Regions from separate parts of the Sus scrofa genome. Here regions 2, 3 and 4 are each linked to region 1. The links are chromatin contacts, called in public Hi-C, HiChIP or PLAC-seq and promoter capture Hi-C maps. All regions are on one chromosome and are shown on one strand. Each heading gives the region's core, a stretch centred on a gene start, on an enhancer-like site or on the middle of the called end of the contact. The rest is flanking DNA. Distances are from core to core; before and after follow the strand shown.

The links. Promoter capture Hi-C pulls out the DNA fragments that hold promoters and counts their contacts. A called contact is a pair of places that touch in the nucleus more often than the background predicts. HiChIP or PLAC-seq counts read pairs in DNA pulled down with a chosen protein or histone mark.
Region 2: a promoter capture Hi-C map of liver shows a contact between it and region 1, with 1.9 times the contacts expected there. The contact joins the promoter of LOC100523672 here to the promoter of CBFB in region 1. A contact is called at or near these places in 2 of 5 promoter capture datasets (both in liver), 9 of 47 Hi-C or Micro-C datasets (alveolar macrophages, blood, embryonic fibroblasts and 4 more) and 2 of 2 datasets of contacts at active chromatin or transcription factors (alveolar macrophages and skeletal muscle).
Region 3: an H3K27ac HiChIP or PLAC-seq map of alveolar macrophages shows a contact between it and region 1. The contact joins the promoter of C6H16orf70 here to the promoter of CBFB in region 1. A contact is called at or near these places in 1 of 5 promoter capture datasets (liver), 13 of 47 Hi-C or Micro-C datasets (alveolar macrophages, embryonic fibroblasts, liver and 6 more) and 2 of 2 datasets of contacts at active chromatin or transcription factors (alveolar macrophages and skeletal muscle).
Region 4: a contact with region 1 is called in a Hi-C map of spleen, with 2.3 times the contacts expected there. The contact joins the promoter of RRAD here to the promoter of CBFB in region 1. A contact is called at or near these places in 2 of 47 Hi-C or Micro-C datasets (liver and spleen) and 1 of 2 datasets of contacts at active chromatin or transcription factors (skeletal muscle).

Annotation. Positions count from the first base shown.
Region 1 is chr6:27,682,391-27,686,584 of Sscrofa11.1, reverse strand. It overlaps CBFB (core-binding factor subunit beta), which reads right to left and starts at 2,265. Exons shown (of 6, transcript XM_021094056.1): 1 at 1,874-2,265; 2 at 1,580-1,666. The coding sequence starts at 1,951.
Region 2 is chr6:27,807,494-27,811,687 of Sscrofa11.1, reverse strand. LOC100523672 (heat shock factor protein 4) reads right to left here and starts at 2,232. Exons shown (of 13, transcript XM_013998232.2): 1 at 2,124-2,232; 2 at 1,905-2,032; 3 at 1,341-1,818; 4 at 1,137-1,201; 5 at 646-742; 6 at 292-419; 7 at 1-65. The coding sequence starts at 728. It overlaps FBXL8 (F-box/LRR-repeat protein 8), which reads right to left. Exons shown (of 15, transcript XM_021094046.1): 4 at 2,833-4,194; 5 at 2,124-2,232; 6 at 1,905-2,032; 7 at 1,341-1,818; 8 at 1,137-1,201; 9 at 646-742; 10 at 292-419; 11 at 1-65. The coding sequence ends at 3,900.
Region 3 is chr6:27,755,740-27,759,933 of Sscrofa11.1, reverse strand. It overlaps C6H16orf70 (UPF0183 protein C16orf70 homolog), which reads right to left and starts at 2,358. Exons shown (of 17, transcript XM_021094040.1): 1 at 2,252-2,358; 2 at 2,015-2,135. The coding sequence starts at 2,078.
Region 4 is chr6:27,603,217-27,607,410 of Sscrofa11.1, reverse strand. RRAD (GTP-binding protein RAD) reads left to right here and starts at 2,284. Exons shown (of 5, transcript XM_021094029.1): 1 at 2,284-2,386; 2 at 2,607-2,991; 3 at 3,881-3,954; 4 at 4,071-4,194. The coding sequence starts at 2,622.

The DNA of each region.
Region 1 (4,194 bases), core at 1,016-3,515:
TGAGTTAAATTATACTTCCAAATCATAACTACATGCCATAAAGCCTGATATGACAAAAGATTCCCTATTAGCTATGTTTCATTAGGTTTTCCCCAAAACCTCAGCTCTAAAACTGTGAAAGCATTTTGTAACTCATCTTTCATACTTACATCAATTACCTCCAAGAGAAGCATTGGTTAGGTATACATACCATCCACCTTTTCCAAAAGGAAAGCCAGAAAAGGATGATATAATCAATGAATGAATGGTTATTCTACCACTCAGTGCCAAAACCAAAAAGTATGTGTCCTATATATTTGAGTCATGTAACTATTACAACTACTCAAGAAAGTGGGTGAAAAGCTAGAGATTCCCTTTTATAACAGGAAATAACGACCAAACATTCTAGAGCTCCTAATAAATCTGACCAATATCTTCTCATTATCTGTAACACAACTCTAAAAAGCCTTCATTTTAAATATCAAAATACTCTTAAAAATAAATTTGATTTCAGTGATGGAAAGATAAAATTTTATAATGTAAATTACATCCCAATAAAAACAGATTCTATACTGTACAAGGGGTGGTAAAAGTAAACGTTCCAGTAAGTCTTCCTATTGTTAACCTAAATTCAAACCGTGCCCATACTTCAAGTGTCCAGAGATGTGATGGCCCAGGTCATGGAGACCATTAGATTCCATTATACAGTGCTTCAATTTTTTTGTTTAAATAATAATCAACCTCTTCTCTTTTTTCTATCCACTTTTTGGATCATTTCCTCCTCATTAGTACCTCCAATAGGGAAAATCAGAAGATGGGAGAAACTAGAACACCTGAATTTTTTTTCCACGTTAGGTTTGGTAGCCATGAAGTACGAAATCTACCACCTAAAATACGGCCTCAGATCAACTGTGAGTTTTGCAAAGCTATGCAATTATTTAGGAATTGCAGGCCTAAACGGGAGTTTTTTTAGCTTTGGAAAAAACCCAATGGTTTCTTTCCGGGTCTCCTGAGGCTTAACATTCGAGGAAGAGAATGACACGTTCTTGAGGACTTTTTTTCCCTCTATTAGGACAACAGATAATTGGATTTACTCTCATTTACTCTCAGCTATCCTGAAAGTGGGACAGCTCCACATACAGATTTACTAAAAATCTAGCGTCTTAGAGACAAACTAACGCCCAAGAACTAGAACCTTGAACGAAGCCCAATTCTTTTTCCGTACGGCTGTTTTCTTCCTACTAATAACACCCTGACCCTTTAAGCAGTGACACAGCCCTTACAGCGGCCTTGCCCTGTTTAGTTGGGCTCCGGTTCGAGTTCCACTCACCGCACGGTGTGTGCGGAGCCGTGTCTGGGAAACAGATTCCGCCCACCGAGGGCCACAGGGAAGCGTCTCCCCGCGAGGACGCGGCCCGCCAGTGTCTGGTTTCGCATTTTGAATCCCGAGTAGGAAGTGAGACGGCGCCCGCTCAGTTCCGGGAGCCGCGGCGTCCGCGGCGCCGCGCGGAACCCGCCTGGGCCCCGGCGGCCCCCGCGCAACAAGTGCCCTGAGCGCGCCTCGCGCCCCGCTCCCCGCGCCCCTGCCCAGCGGACTTACGATTTCCGAGCGGCCGTCGCGGCAGGCGTTCTGGAAGCGCGCCTGGCGCTCCTCGTGGGGCCGGTCCCTGAAGCCCGTGTACTTAATCTGCAAGGCAGAGACGGCCCGAAATCAGGAGCCAAATCCGCGACGCCGCCCGCCCCGCGCGGCGCCGATAAGGGCAAGCAGAGTCTGCGGGCAGACGGCTGCCCGGGCGAGATTGCTCCTCCGCGGGCCGCGCAGCCCAAACTTTTCTCCGCCCGGGCCCACTCGGGGCGCGCCGCGGCCTCCCCGCCGCCCGCCCGCCTGCCTCACCTCACATTCGCGGCTCAGCTTCCTGAAGAACTCCTCGTTCTCGAACTTGCTTCTCTGGTCAGGCACGACACGCGGCATCTTCCCGCCCTGAGGCCGTGCCGGCCGGCCGGGCTCCGGGCTTGCGCGGGCACCCGCTGGCCGGCTACGCGCTGACCGACTGACCGCCCACCCGCGGCGCCCTGACTCTCGCTTCCCTTTGTTTCAGGCGCCCGCCCGCGTGGGCTCCCGCTCCCGGGAGTCTGAGGTGCCGCTGCCCGCTCGAGCCCAACCCACGCCGCTGCACCGCTGCCGCCGCCTCAGCCGTTGCCTACCGCCCGCGCGGTCCCAGCACTCGCCGCCCCCGGCCGCCGCCGCCGCCGCCGCAGCCACTTCCTCTCGCCGCCCACCTCGCTAGCCCTCCCGCTCCGCCCCCGCCGGCCCCACCCCTCCTCCTCGCGCGCCCGCCCGCCCCAAACTCCGGCAAACAAAACGCACCATTCACAACTCCGCGATCCGCGCCGCGCATGCGCCGCCCTCCGGCTGGCGGCGCCCAAGGGCGGCAGTGAAACCGAGCTCCTCCTGCCGCGCGGCCCTCGCCCTCAGGCCCGCCCGCGGGCCACTTTGTGTGGAATCACCCTGTGGGGGTCTGCTCGGTTCTAGGAGACAGGAAGCGGCCTGCGCGAGTCCTTTCTTTCCACTGTCTGGAACTTTTGGGCTCCCCGGCAGCGCGGAGTAGCCCCAGACTGTCACGTGAAGGCGAGGAAACTTAAGTCCTTGCAGACTTTGCGTCTGAAAACCGACCTGGATGGGTGTGGGCTGTGCACATCAAAGGCTAAAGGTGGAAGAGACGAAAGAATCCGAATGAATCCACATCATGGTGGAAAGGTCAGAGCTGTTGAGTCAGAAGGGACTCAAAAGGGATCTCGCTCACCTTCACTGCCTGCGGGCTGGGGCCCTTCCACAGGCACTGGGGCTAAGCCTCAGTGTGCTTGTTTCCAAAACGCAGACACTCACAAGCTCACAGTGTTAGAGTGATAACCTTTGTATAGTTCTAGCACATGATGTGCACTCAATAAATTTACATTTCTAAAGAACAAGCTGAATTATACAATCCAGTGCCAGTCCATATATTTACACAAATGTGCAATCAAATCCTAAAAAACAAGATCCACAAGTTCCAGGGAAGTCATTGAGCGCAAGCTGGAGAGAGTGTGACATGGGATTCATGGCAGAGCTTGACTCGAAGTTGGTCCCCAATAGATTCTATCCTTAAAATCCCAGCTTGTCAAAAACTCAGTCCAAGGATGGTAAACTGGTAAACTGGTGCCGACTATGAATGACAGTAGCTGGCCTTGTTGCAAAGGATTGTAAGGATATATTCAAACTCACAAGAATTAGTGCCAAGGGCATTTGGCAATGTCTGCCAGAATGCAGGGTTTGGCAGAATTTCCCACCACTGTCTGGTCCAATCTCATTTTCATCGATATGGAACTGAGCTAGGTTGATGGAATATCCCGGTTTTAGCAATAAAAGTCCCGTGTCCCAGGAAACCACTCAGTCGCTGGCAAACTGGATTGGTTGGTCACTGTAACTGAAGTCCAGTTAGTGATTGATTACCCAAGGTTAGGGAGGGAGTTTTCAGCAAAGTCAAATGTGTAGGCTGGTGGTTTTAACAAACGTACTCTTTCTGAAAGGCAGACATAGAATCAACTCCTTCCAAGGGCATGCTCTCCAGCCTACACCAAGCTGTGTGAATGCGTGTATTTATACAAACAGAAATTATATACATAAATATGGATGTCACCGACCACTATTGTTGGGCCTCCAGCCATCTCAGAATATTTCTTTCAGGTGTCTTTCAGTTGCAAGTGACAGAAAACCAATTAAAAAAAAAAAAAAAAAAAACCTTGAAACTACAAAGTGTCAGTATTAAGTAAACATATCACAGAGAGGGACTCTTTTATTTCTTCGTTTCTTCTTACTGCTCAAGTCTATTGGAGCCTCTTTGATGGCATTTATTTCCTGGCAAAGGATGGGAGCAGCCACTTCTCCATCTCCCAAGTCTCAATCTCCCAGATTGGTCCAATCTGAGTCACAAACTCTCCCCTCTGCCAAATTATCATGTCTAGACAGATGTGATGATACTGGCCAGTTTATGTCACATGCTCTCTCATCACAGGTTGGGAGCCTGAGATTGGCAGCTTCAGAGAGAAGCCAATGGTTGAAAGAAGAAGAGAGCAGTTTTGGACTTCCTGGGTGGCTCACAAGAAGAAAGCAGTTTTCCCAAAAGGAGGGAGGGAGAGTACACTGAACCATTTGCCTCAGCTACATCTGGCAAAAGG
Region 2 (4,194 bases), core at 983-3,482, 130 kb before region 1:
AGGGCTGAAGCTCCCTTTTTCTTCCAGGATGGCCTGCACCACAGCCACAGGCAGTGGTGGGGGTGCTGTCACGCAGAAGTCACACTCGTTTGGGGCCAGGGCCAGCCCAGCCTCGCCTTCCCCCCCTGGGCTGGCCGGCTCTTCTTTGAGCAGTGCCAGGCCCTTCTCCCTGCACCAGAGAAAAGCTTCAACCAGACCCTGGCACTGACCTGGCCCCCTATCCCCACAGCCATCTGGGCTGTCAGGCCCTCCCCCACAGGCTGCTCAGAGGGCAGCCCCTGTCCGTCTTACCTCCTGCTACCACTGGAGGGAGAAAGCCTGGTTCCTTCAGGGGATGGAGTGTCTTCTGGAATGTCAGAGATGATGGGGCCTCTGGCCTTGTGAGGGCTGCTGAGGCCCAAGGTGGTCTCTGGGAGGGGCTGCAAGTAGAAGACTAGGCCCAGCCCTTCACCTCAAGTCACAGGGTGAGCCAGAACCCATATGGACCAGGTCTAAGGGGGGAAGGCTTGGCCTGTGCTGGGAGGCTTGGGTCTAGCTGGGAGGAAGGCTGGCCTCCATCTTCTCTTCTTTTGGGGGAATAAGGAAAGGGCATAGGCTCTCCAGATGCTGAGCTGTGTCTAGTGAAGAGAGAAGGAAAAAACCTACCGACTGGACAAAGTAAGGGTCCGGCAGGAGGGTACCAGGTAGGGGGCAGGCGCTGAATTTGGCTGGTGTTGGGCACCCCTCATCCAGCATCAGGGACCTGTGCAGGGTGGCCAGGGCTCAGGCAGGGGGCTGGGCAGGTTCATCTCCCATGCCCCTCAGCCTGCACCACCTCCCTCCCACAGGCCCCAGCAGCCAAGTCAGCAGAGCTGAAGCCTGTTGCCAGGGCATCAGTCACATGCTGGAGGTGGAAGGGGCTCCCCCCAGAGATGGGGGCCCTTTGGGGGTAGAGTTGGGAGGGAGGGAGCATGGTTTGGGTCCCAGACCCTTGGCTGCTGGAATGCTTTAGGGTGAGGGGGAAGGGGATGATGGGTGGAAGGATGGGGTTAAGGCCCTGGAACTTCAAGATCTGAGAGTGGGGGTTTTGGTGGTACAGTTGGGGGTAGAAGGGAGGCGGGGAGGGTCCTGGAAGGGGTGAGGGATTTCTCACTCACAGCTTTCTCTTAGCTCCTGGACAGCTCGATCCTGCCTGAAGTGGCCCAAAGAGGCACTGGATCAGCTGAAGAAGAAGCAAAGAGTTAACTCACACTTTGGACTTTCTGCCCCCACCCTCACAGGGCACTTCCAGGCGCTTTCCAGGACTAGGTGGATGGGGGGATATTCCGGAGTGGTAATAGCAGGGTGGGGGAGACAAACACCTTGCCAATGACGCGGTGTTGCTGACCGTGGCTCTGCCGCAGCGTCACCACCTCCCTCCATAAGATCTCGTTCTGCCTGGGGGAAAGGCGTGGGAGGGTGCTGAGGCATCTGAGAGTTCACCCAGTTACCACCAGCCCCCGCCCCCAGAATGGCAGGCCTGAACCGGCCGCCCACTCAGATAATCAACCATCCATAGACAACAGACTTCCTTCCACAGCCCATTGGTCTGGATGGAGGAGCCAAGGCCAGAGAGAAAAAAAGAGCTGCCCAGAAACTCTTGAAGGCCAGTGTCCTTTCGCCCAGATCCTCCCCTTCCCCCATCCTCCCATCTCCTCTGCCCCCTCCCCCGCACTGCCTGAGCTCCCGCAGCCGCGCCTCGGTGCTCTCCTGCACTCCCCGAAAAGCCTGCACCTCGCCCAGCAGCCGGCCCAGGTCCTCAGGGCGCCAGCGGCCGTCGTCGCTGCGCAGCGCCGGCACCTGCGAAAGCACCCGCAGGTCAGAGTCGCATGGAACATCTGTCCCATCTCCACCCAGGTTTGCTAGTTCCTGCAGGCCGCCCCCACCTTGCGCCGCACGCGTTCCAGTAGTTGCTCGCGGCCGCGTACGAAGCTCGGATGCTGGAACTCGACGTGGTCTCGTTCTGGCCTGAGCAGGCCGCCCTGCTCGATGCTCACCACCTTCCGAAAACCGTCTAGGAGTGTGGGGCGCCGGGCCATAAATGGCCCCGTCCCCGCGCACCAAGTCACCCACGCCTGCTTCCCGCCGTGGCCCTGGGGACTCACACATATTGAGTTGCCGCACAAAGCTGGCCATGTTGCTGTGCTTGAAGTATTGGGGTAGCACTTCCTTGGCGAAGCGGCTCTGGTCGCTCACGAGGAAACTGGTCCCGCTCTGCAGAGAGCGTCGCCCGCCCACCCACCGTGCGGGCGGAGACCGGACGACACCATGAGTCGAGCCCGCCCACGGCCAAGCCAGCGCTCTGGCGCGCGCGCACACTCACTCTGGGTACCCAGACTGTCCACGGGGACATGGGACAAGGCCAGAACCAGCTCTGAGACCTATCCATGGGCGACCACAATGATTTATCCCGGCCCACCTATACTACATACTCGGTTCTCTGAAAGAAGGAATGGAGGCCAGACCTGGGTTTCAGCCCTAACGGCTCCCCAACCCAGGATGTGACTCTGAGCTGGAACCAGACCCAGCCCTTCCCTTCTCCTGGGCTGTCTTTCGATCTGTCTGATAGGGTAGAGTGGGAACGAAATGACCTTCGGGTTCTAGGTCTCCAGAGGGCTCCTACTCTTTCCTCTGCCCGGAGGAAGTCGCCTCACCTCCATCTCGAACACCCCCTCCAAACCGTCGCATACCCTGGACGGCTGAATCAAGGGACCCACAGCCCAGTCCCAGGCAGGGTTTGGGTGAGCGCGGACGTTCCCCGACGTGGAGGGATCCCAGCGACCACTAAGGAAGTCAAGGGGCCCCGGCCCTCACCGGGCTCCAGCGGATCAGGTGGTCGGTACCCGGGTCGCCCACCAGCGCCCATAGCTTGCCGAGGAAGGCAGGCACGGGGCTGGGGCCCGGCTCCGTGGGCAGCGCGGCTGGCGCTTCCTGCATGGCGCAGTCTCGGCCCCGTTAAGCGCTCGGGCCGGCCGCCGCAGGCTTGTCAAAGCCGCGGAAAGTGCTGCGTTTGCCGCCCGCCCCGCCCTACTCCGCCTCCCGGGCGCGGGGTCAGGTGGGGGCCACGTGCTAACCCGTGGGGCGGGGCTCTGACCGAGGCCGCAGCACTAGCCGACTGAAAGGGCAGTGGAGGATCGGTTAAGTGTATGTTGGGGGTAAGATGTGGGTTCGAGTTCCATCCTCTCAGGCCTGCTGTTTCCTCATTTGTTCTTCGGGAGAAATCGCCAGTGCGCAGCCTGGTGTGGGCTGGCACCGTCCCATAAGGCAATGACGTGGACACAGTGAAGCCTCGGGTCGAGAGGCTGATAGGAGCCGGGTTGGGGGGGAGGGGGCGAAAGGAGTAACTGGCCCACCTCCCGCCGAACCCAGGGGCTGTGGTCTTTCCAAAACTGCGAGTGCCCCGCCCCTGACCCAGGCAGCAGCATCAGTAGAAAGGGACTTTGAGGTCTGGAACTCTCCCAGCACTAGCGGGACCCTTTCCTCCGGCCTCAGGCGGTTCGCTGCCCTCCCACTTCAGAGCCAACCCTGCCTTTCACAGGACGCGGAGACAATGCTTGATTTGTTTATTTCACACTCATCCCTGAGGCACCACTGTGTCAGTGCCCTCCCTCCCCCATGCCGGGGCCGCCAAGCTAGCGCAACATTTGCAGGGGACTGGGGTTTGAAGAGGGTGATCCCGGTACCGCGGAAACAATGGGTGTCTGCAGATGTTGGGAGCAATTGAGTGGACTCAGGGCGCGCCTGCTTAGTACTGATGCCACCCCAAAGGCTCCTATCCTCAGAGTCCTAAGGGAGCGGGATAGCAGCTGGCGTGCCCCGGGGCAAACCCACGAAGCGTCTCAGAGGCCACACGTCGGCGCGGGGTGAAAGGATTTATCCTATCACGCCACAAGCGTGGGCCGCCAGGGATGTGGCTCCCGCGTAAGTTTGAGCGTGTAGCTGCGCAGGCGCGAGCAGTGCGCGCGGAAGGCGTGCAGTACAGAAGGTCGCACCAAGCAGAAGCAGTGCACTTCGCGCAGGCCGGTGCAGCGCGCCGCCACCTCCTCCAGCGCGGCGTCGAGCTCTGCTGAGGCGGCGGCGCGCACCTCGAGCAAGCGCAAGGTTGTGGCGTAGTGGCGCGCTGCGAAACGCAGCGGCCCAACGGTGTCCCCAGAGAGGCAGAGACGCAGCGCAGCC
Region 3 (4,194 bases), core at 1,109-3,608, 73 kb before region 1:
GCTTTTCTCGGGCCGCTCCCTCGGCATATGGAGGTTCCCAGGATAGGGGGTCTAATCGGAGTTGTAGCCGCAGGCCTATGCCAGAGCCACAGCCACGCGAGATCCAAGCCGGGTCTGCAACCTACACCACAGCTCATGGCAATGCTGGATCCTTAACCCACTGAGCAAGGGCAGGGATAGAACCCACAACCTCATGGTTCCCAATCAGATTTGTTAACCACTGCACCATGATGGGAACTCTGGGCAGATGTAATTTTTAAGATACACAAAGTAATCACCAAATTGCAGGTACCCTCTATGAGCTTTCCCTCAAAGTTTAATTCTGAACCCAGTGTAAAGAAGTGCTCTTTTTACTGTTTGTGGTTGCTCTCTAGGCAGTTTGAAGGAACTACCCAAACCGTTGGTTACTAGAAACTGGCAAAGTTAGGAGTAGGGGTTAGTGTATCAAGTCTTATTCTCCCACCCAATTTTTTGAAATCTCAAATGATACCCTAAAATCATTACTTTTTTTTGGGCTGTGTCCATGGCACATGGAAGTTCATGGATCAGGGACTGAACCTGCATCATAGGTGCAAACCAAACTGCAGCAGTGACAACCCTGGATTCTTCACTAGCTGAGCCACCAGGAAATTCCATCCTAATCATTACCTGTGACCAAGACTGTACCACAGAGATCCACAACCTAGTTGCACCATCAAGCATAGTTTGAAGCGATGGCTGTGGTTTTCACTCTGCCCTGTGAAACCCTAGTATGAGCCAAAGCTGTGGTTAGGGAAGGTTCTTTCCCACCTAGAAGCCAAACAGCATCAGCATAACAAATGGGCTTGGAAACTAAGCTATCACTAGCTTCCCAATCAAGTTCTTGGTGCTTCACAAGAAGCTGGAGTGTTTCCTACCAGCTAAAATTCTGTGAAGAACTCTGAGGAGAGGTATAAGTTTTGAGAGAAGTTAGCTGAAAATTCTCAATAAACCAAATCAGCTCCCACAACCCAGAGGAGGCTTGTTCAGTTCACGGAGACACAGAGCACCGGCAGAGTCCTATCAGCACATCTGTTCTGCAGTTTCTCACCTACTCTATCTCCATAAATATAAGTCTTCCAGATTCAAGGATAAGATATAGCCCAATGGAGCAGCTGACTCAGTCCAGTAGCCATAATTAGTGTGACAAAAGTTCAAGCCTGTACAAACAGCACAGACACCTGCTCTCCACCCCCTTTCCCTAGTGCTGGAAAATAAAAGTAAACACACTCTGGGGTTACCGAATGCAAATACTTGTACACGTTAAAGTGGTGACATTAAGGATAGCGAAAAATGGGCCCAAACCCACAAAATGTCCAAACTGCATTCCCCACAAACTAAATGTTACTTTCCCCAAACTCCTGTCTCATTCAACTTTTAACTCTGTCCACTAAGGATTAGGTTTAGGATTACACCACATATTGACCACATTAAAAACAAGAAGAAAACTAGACAAAAGTTCCTTTAACGCACACAAACTCTCCTCAACTCTCTTGACCAGACCCCCAACATCTGATGATCGTAAAGGTGCCTAGGTTTCTCCTTCCGGAGAGGCAATCAACAGCCCAGAAAAGCAAAGAGACAGACTACAGTGGCGGTGTCAGTCACTCCTAAGCTATTCGGTCCACAAAGTGAGGATAGTAATAACAATAGTAGCTACCATCAAGTCCCCGGAGGCATACTTGAGATAATTAGACACCAGAGAGCAGGGCCTGGCCTTGAGTTTAGTGTTTGGGGTGCGTCAGCCATTATTGTTATTATTACTGTAGCACTGCCCCCTCGAGAGGCCTGCGGAGGACGGAAGAAAGGGACTTCAAGGCCCGGCTGTGCGATAGGCTACTGAGTCGGGACTGTAGGAGAGGGTGTCTAGTGCCCGGAGCCCAAAGAGCTGAGGAGCCGTGGGCGCAGGAGGGTAAGGGGAGGAGGCCAGAGGTGGGAAGGGCCAGGAAGGAAGGAAGGATCGGCGAGTAGGGTCGTGAGAGAGGATACCACTCACCCAGCGCGAATTCCCATTGCTCGTTCCCCAGAGAGCGTTCGGGTACCACCTCCAGATCCAGCATTGGTTCGGCTCGCCGGGCCAAGGCGGCCTCCCTGCCGTAGCGCAGATGGCAGCGGAGCTGAAGAGACAAAGTAGCGGGTGACCCACCGCGCCCCCTGGCCCTGCTCGCCACCTCCCACCGAGTCGCCAGCGCTACCGGCCCCACAAACTTCACCTGACCTCACCACACCTCACCTCACCGACAGCAGCCGCGGCGGCTTGGGGCAGCAGCGGCAGCGGGAGCTGGAGCGTCTGCGGCAAAAGTGGCGTGCCGGGCCGTAAAGTGTGGCGGAGGCGGGGCGAAGGCGGGATTTCCACGGTTAGAGCGGGACCAAGGCGGAGTCACGCACGCGCAAACTCCGGATAGGCGGCTGTTATAGATGCCTTACGGTACCATACGGAAGTGCGGGCTCTCTTGGAACCAGGAGCATCGTACTCCGTGAACCCCCACATCTGTACACCACATCGCACACGTTCCACACGAAGATGTGTGAACCGGGCAACACATACATGTAACACGGCTATATAGCACCCGTCTGCCGTCTACGCGTACGTCTCAACCACATTCACTGGGCTCAAAAGGCGAGTTATGAGGGCGTACCCTCTGAGGCCCACCGGGGAGGGAGGACACGGAGTCTCAAAGTACAAGGCCCGCGAGCGCCCTGCCGCTCCCGGTTGGGGCCAAGACCGACCCCGGCAGCAGCTACCTCTAGTTGGCCAGGAATGACTCCTCACTGCAGCCCCTGGGTCTCGGGTCGTACTCAAAGTGCGTGTGTAGGGGCGGGGGGAGTTAGGGGAGAGGACTAGGTAGGGGAGGACGTCCTGACTGACTACTTCGTGCTGTGCGCAGGCCCCAGGGCTGGGATCCCGAGGCTGCTGAAGCTCAGACTGAGTCAGAGTCGGCTGTGTCGCTGACTCTGTGGGGTCTTGACCAAAGGTCTTGTCTTTATGCCTCAGTTTCCTCATTTAAAAGCTTTTAGTTCGGGCTCTGGGTACTCTAATACTGACATCTTATGGAGCCAACTCTTCATGGACGCACATGGACGCAGTGTCTGGATTGTCACATCCACCCTGAGACTAAGATTGGTTATATCTCACTTTACAGGCAAAAAAAAAAAAAAAAAATTGACGCCCAGAGAAGCTGAATGGCTCGTGGTCCTAGGCGTTAGAACTCAAATTCTTAATATTACATTGCCTGTGGAGGAAGGTTTTTAGCAGGGGAGAAAATGACAAGCTAAATTCTTAAAACTAGTAGGAGTGGAACGTGGAGGCTCTATCAAAACTTTAAGTCAGGAGTTCCCGTCGTAGCGCAGTAGTTAATGAATCCGACTAGGAACCATGAGGTTGTGGGTTCGATCCTTGGCCTCGCAGTGGGTTAAAGATCTGGCATTGCCTTGAGCTGTGGTGTAGGTCACAGATGCGGCTCGGACCCTGTGTGTTGCTGTGGCTGTGGTGTAGGCCGGTGGCTATGGCTCTGATTAGACCCCTAGCCTGGGAACCTCCATATGCCGTGGGTGCAGCCCTAGAAAAGACAAAAAGACAAAACACACACACACACAAAATACCTTGAAGTCACTGCTACTTGTATTAAAGCAAACATGGAGAAGGTTGTCCAATTGCAGCATCCTTTGCCAGACTAATAGAACTGAGTCATTGAGATGTCCATCAGTAGGGAAGTGACCAACTAAACTCTGACATATATATAACAGGATGAGTTTTTAAAAGATGAGATATGTCCCTATATGCTGATGTGGAATGACCTCCACAAGAAAAAAGCTAGGTGCGAAATTGTAGTATTATGACCCATTTTTTTCTGTAAAAACAAATAAAAGTGGCCATACTGAAAAAAGGAGAACATTTCTTGAAAGAAAAACATAAAATTATCAATAATACCTAATACTGGGAAGGAGGCTGGGGGCCAGGGACATTTACTTCTTACCACACATGGCAAGCATTAAAGATGTGTTTAGGGAGTTACCGTCGTGGCGCAGTGGTTAACGAATCCGACTAGGAACCATGAGGTTGCGGGTTCAGTCCTTGCCCTTGCTCAGTGGGTTAATGATCTGGCATTGCCGTGAGCTGTGGTGTAGGTTGCAGACGCGGCTCGGATCCCGCGTTGCTGTGGCTCTGGCGTAGGC
Region 4 (4,194 bases), core at 1,035-3,534, 79 kb after region 1:
CTCTGCATTTCACGTGCTGTATATCTTATAACAACCCCCAGGAAGACATCGTCCCTGTTCTACACAAGAGGGAACTGAGGCTCAGCCAACCTAAATGCACAGAGGTGCAACAGCAAGCAAGGTGCAGAGCTGGGATTTGAAAATCGGGTGTTTCAGCCTCAGTTTGCTCCTTCTGGGCAGCCAAGTTCAGCCCACAGAACTGAGAAGACCGGGGATTGGGAAGACAATTCCCAATCTCAAGGTCACGTCCTGGTATAGTTCCCCAGGGCCCCTGGCCACACGGAAGCTTGTGGAGTGTCTGGCCTGTCAGGGAATGCTTGGGGCCTGAGTGGCCCAATGTGGATACAGTTCCCCTGGCAATGAGGAAACATGCTGAGGTCAAGAGCTTAGATTATCAGAGGGGAAACCCAGCCCTAATTCCTTGCATGGCTCCCCGCTTGGGAAGACCACAACCACCCCCCACACCCACCCTCTGCTGATCATCCAGGGGCTCTTGTAAGCGACAAGGTCATGTGTAAGGTGGTTAGGAGGGGCCAGGATTCCTGCTCGCAAGCGGTTTAATGGCTCTTGAGGCTTTTGTTCTTTGACAGGAGGCTCTACCCATGACTCCCTCTTCCCACTGGACCTCATCCAGGAAGCTAGAACCAGCACGGAGTTGCCTAGGCCTCCAAGCCACCCCCCCACTCCCCAATCCCCTACCCCCACCCAGGGCATGTAAAGAACACAAATGGACAGACCATCCCCCAGTCCAGGCCTTGCCTACTCTTGGGACTTAAAGAACCAGAGGGGCCTGCATGAACCCCTAAAACTTACCTAACCAGGCCCTCCTCATTCCAAGGCCCTCTCAGATGTTGCCAAGGAAACAGACACAGCAGCCAGAGAGCCTTGACCCAGGTTTCCATGACAACCTAGAGGCCCACTAGGATCCATCCATCCCTGATGTCACCTGAGCCCTGAATGGGTACCCCTCACCCCCACCAGACTCATCACAAATAAACGTCAGACTGATAGCAAGTACCTGTCCCAAAGCGCCTCACAGCTTGCGTGCCCTCAATCGTCACACACCCTAAATGTGAGCAAGGCAGCTTGTGGCTGGGCACCCTGAGGCTGGGAGGGAGGCAAGACCTAGGAGCCTGAAGGCAGATTCAGGACTGGAAACCAAGCCTCCCCTCTGCGCCCCGGCACCCTCCCTAGGTCTGAGGAGGGACTGATTTCTCTGAGCAGTGGTAGCTAACCCACCCCTACCCACCTACTCTACAATGGTGCCCCTCCTGGATGGGAGTCTGAACCTCCAGATCCTGGAAGTGCCTAGAACAGCAGCCCCAGTCTAAGGCTAAAGGGAGGGAAGGAACATTGAGGACTCAGAGTGGCTGGAGCCAGACCTGACCCTGGTCCAGTTCCACCCCTATCCGCTTCTGCTGGCATCTGACACCTGTCTGCCAGGATCTCCCCAACTTTGGGCAACCTCCAGCCCAGGAGCTGAACGACCAGGGCCAGGTATTTTTAGCAGAGTTGCTGGCAGCTGCCTGGAGGGTATGGAGGTGGGGGAGGTGGTGCTGAGTTCATCCTTTTCCTTCTCAGGGCCTGTACTCCCTCCCCAGGATTCAAGCTTGCACCTTTACCTGCAGCACACTGCCAAGAGGGCCGCCCTTCCCCGCCCACCTCCTCCAAACAGCTCTCCAAGTGTCCTAGGGGTTCAGGTGACACTAACCCTTATCCTGAAGGGCAGGGCCATCAGGTAAAATCTTCAACTCCCAAGGGCAGGGAGGACAGTGGGAAGGACCTGGGGTGGAGGCTAGAAGCCCGGATTTAGGACCTCTAATGTCTTGCTCAGATATGGGCCAGCGGGGAATGGGCAGAGAAGGATGAAGTCTGTCCCACCTGTAACTGGTCTGCTTGCTCAGGCAACAGGCGGGAGGGAAAGGAGAATTCACTTTTAAAGGACGAGACCTCCTTCTTCCCTAGAGGGGTCTTGACGCACTTGGCTGGTCCCCCACCCCCTTGTCCCCACCCGTGAACCCCCCCAACTCCTCCGCACCATTCATACACTCCCCCTCCCTCTCGCTCCTTCCCGGCCCCCCTCCCCATACACACACTCGGGCTCTTTTGTCTGCGGAGTCGGGCGGGGCGTCGGTGGCGGAGTCTGCTGGGCGGGCGGGGCGGGGTCTGAGTGGGTGCGAGGCCCTGGGAGGAGGGTGGGGGTGGGGGATTCCCCTGGGGGGAGGGGGGCAGACACGTCACCCCCGCACCGCGTGGACGGGGGCGAGCGCGGGGGCGGGGGCGGGGGCGGGCAGAGGCTTAAATAGGCGTCTCTGGCGGCCAGACCCAGTGTGGACTGAGAAGGCGGCGGCGGCTGCGGCAGCGTCGAGGGTCCGCGCCTGGGGCTGTGAGTGGATTGTATCCGACCTACCTAGTCCTGACCGTGTCCGTGCGTGAGTGGGTGAGGGTCCTGGCAGGGCGGGGTGGGGGGGGTCGCACCGTCTGGGATGGATGAGTCAGGAGGAGGGGTCACAGGTCCTTGAACCCAATCATCTTGCTGAGCCGGGTCGGGTCCAGGCTCCATTTCCACCGCGGCTTACGCGGCCATCCCGATTCCCGTTGCCCAGACGGCGTCCGAGACGATGACTCTGAATGGCGGCGGCAGCGGAGCCGGCGGGAGCCGCGGCGGGGGCCGGGAGCGCGAGCGCCGTCGGGGCAGCACACCCTGGGGCCCGGCGCCCCCGCTGCACCGCCGAAGCATGCCGGTGGACGAGCGCGACCTGCAGGCGGCGCTGGCTCCGGGCGCTCTGGCAACGGCCGAGGCCGGGACCGCGGCCCAGGGTCCGAGGCTGGACTGGCCCGAGGGCTCCTCTGACTCGCTCAGCTCCGGAGGCAGCGATTCAGACGAGAGCGTTTACAAAGTGCTGCTGCTGGGGGCCCCTGGTGTCGGCAAGAGCGCTCTGGCGCGCATCTTCGGTGGAGTAGAGGATGGGCCTGAGGCGGAGGCTGCAGGTGAGGGGCTGGGACTCCAGGGGAGGGGAGGCCGGGTTAGGGCCGAGGGCTAAAGGACTGATCAGGATTGAAGCAGCAAATACCAAAGGGACTTTTTTTTTTTTTTGAGGGCCGCACTTGCGGCATGTGAAGTTCCCAGGCTAGGGGTCAAACAAATCGGAGCTACAACTGCTGGCCTACACCACAGCCACATCAACACAGGATCCGACCTATATCACAGCTCACAGCAATGCAGGATTCTTAGCCCACTGAGAGAGGCCAGGGATCGAACCCATCTCCTCAGGTTCATTATGGATGAGCCATGACAGGAACTCCCACCAAAGGGATTCTGAAGGCGCTTTGAGAAGCTGCCTCCACCTACCCATTTCAGATGGGGACAGTGGAAGAAGGTACCCCCCAGCCTTTAGTTAGGAAATGCCTCAAGTAGAAGGTTCAGAGCATAGGTGTGATTACTCTGTAGGATGGAAACAGAACATCCCTCCCTGCCAGGACCAGCAAGAACACAGCCAGAGGAGTTTCTAGGAGAGGAGTCCTAGGTAACCAAGGTCCCCAGGGGACACTTGTTCTAACTCAGGTCGTTGTGGTCAGAACCACCCGGGGTCCCAGGCAGCAGGAGGTCAGGCAACACAGGAGCGGCCCCCTGGGGACATTGCCACCTTGGAGAAGGGATATCCAGGGGCAAGGTCAGGCACACCATGCCCTCCACGGCTCCCCCCTACCATTCTTCAGCCCTGTCACTTCTGTTGTCACAGCAGTCATCAGTGGAGGGAAGGTTAGAGGAGCTCTGGGGAGGAGTTGGAGGTTGTGGCCAGAGCAGAAAGCCTGGTGGCATGGAGGAGGGGGAGCTTTTGGCAGCCAGCAGGTAACCTGACTACCGGTCTCTTGCCAGGGCACACGTATGATCGCTCCATCATGGTGGACGGAGAAGAGGCATCGCTCATGGTCTATGACATCTGGGAGCAGGTAGGACGCAGGCTGAGGGCCAGGGCAGGGTTGGGGTAGGGGCTACAGGGAGTGACAGCCTTGTAGCTGGGGCATGAGGACTATTGGGTATATTTGTGTGTGTCTGTATTTGCTAGGATGGGGGCCACTGGCTACCTGGCCACTGCATGGCCATGGGAGATGCATATGTCATCGTGTACTCAGTGACAGACAAGGACAGCTTTGAGAAGGCCTCAGAGCTGCGGGTCCAGTTGCGGCGGG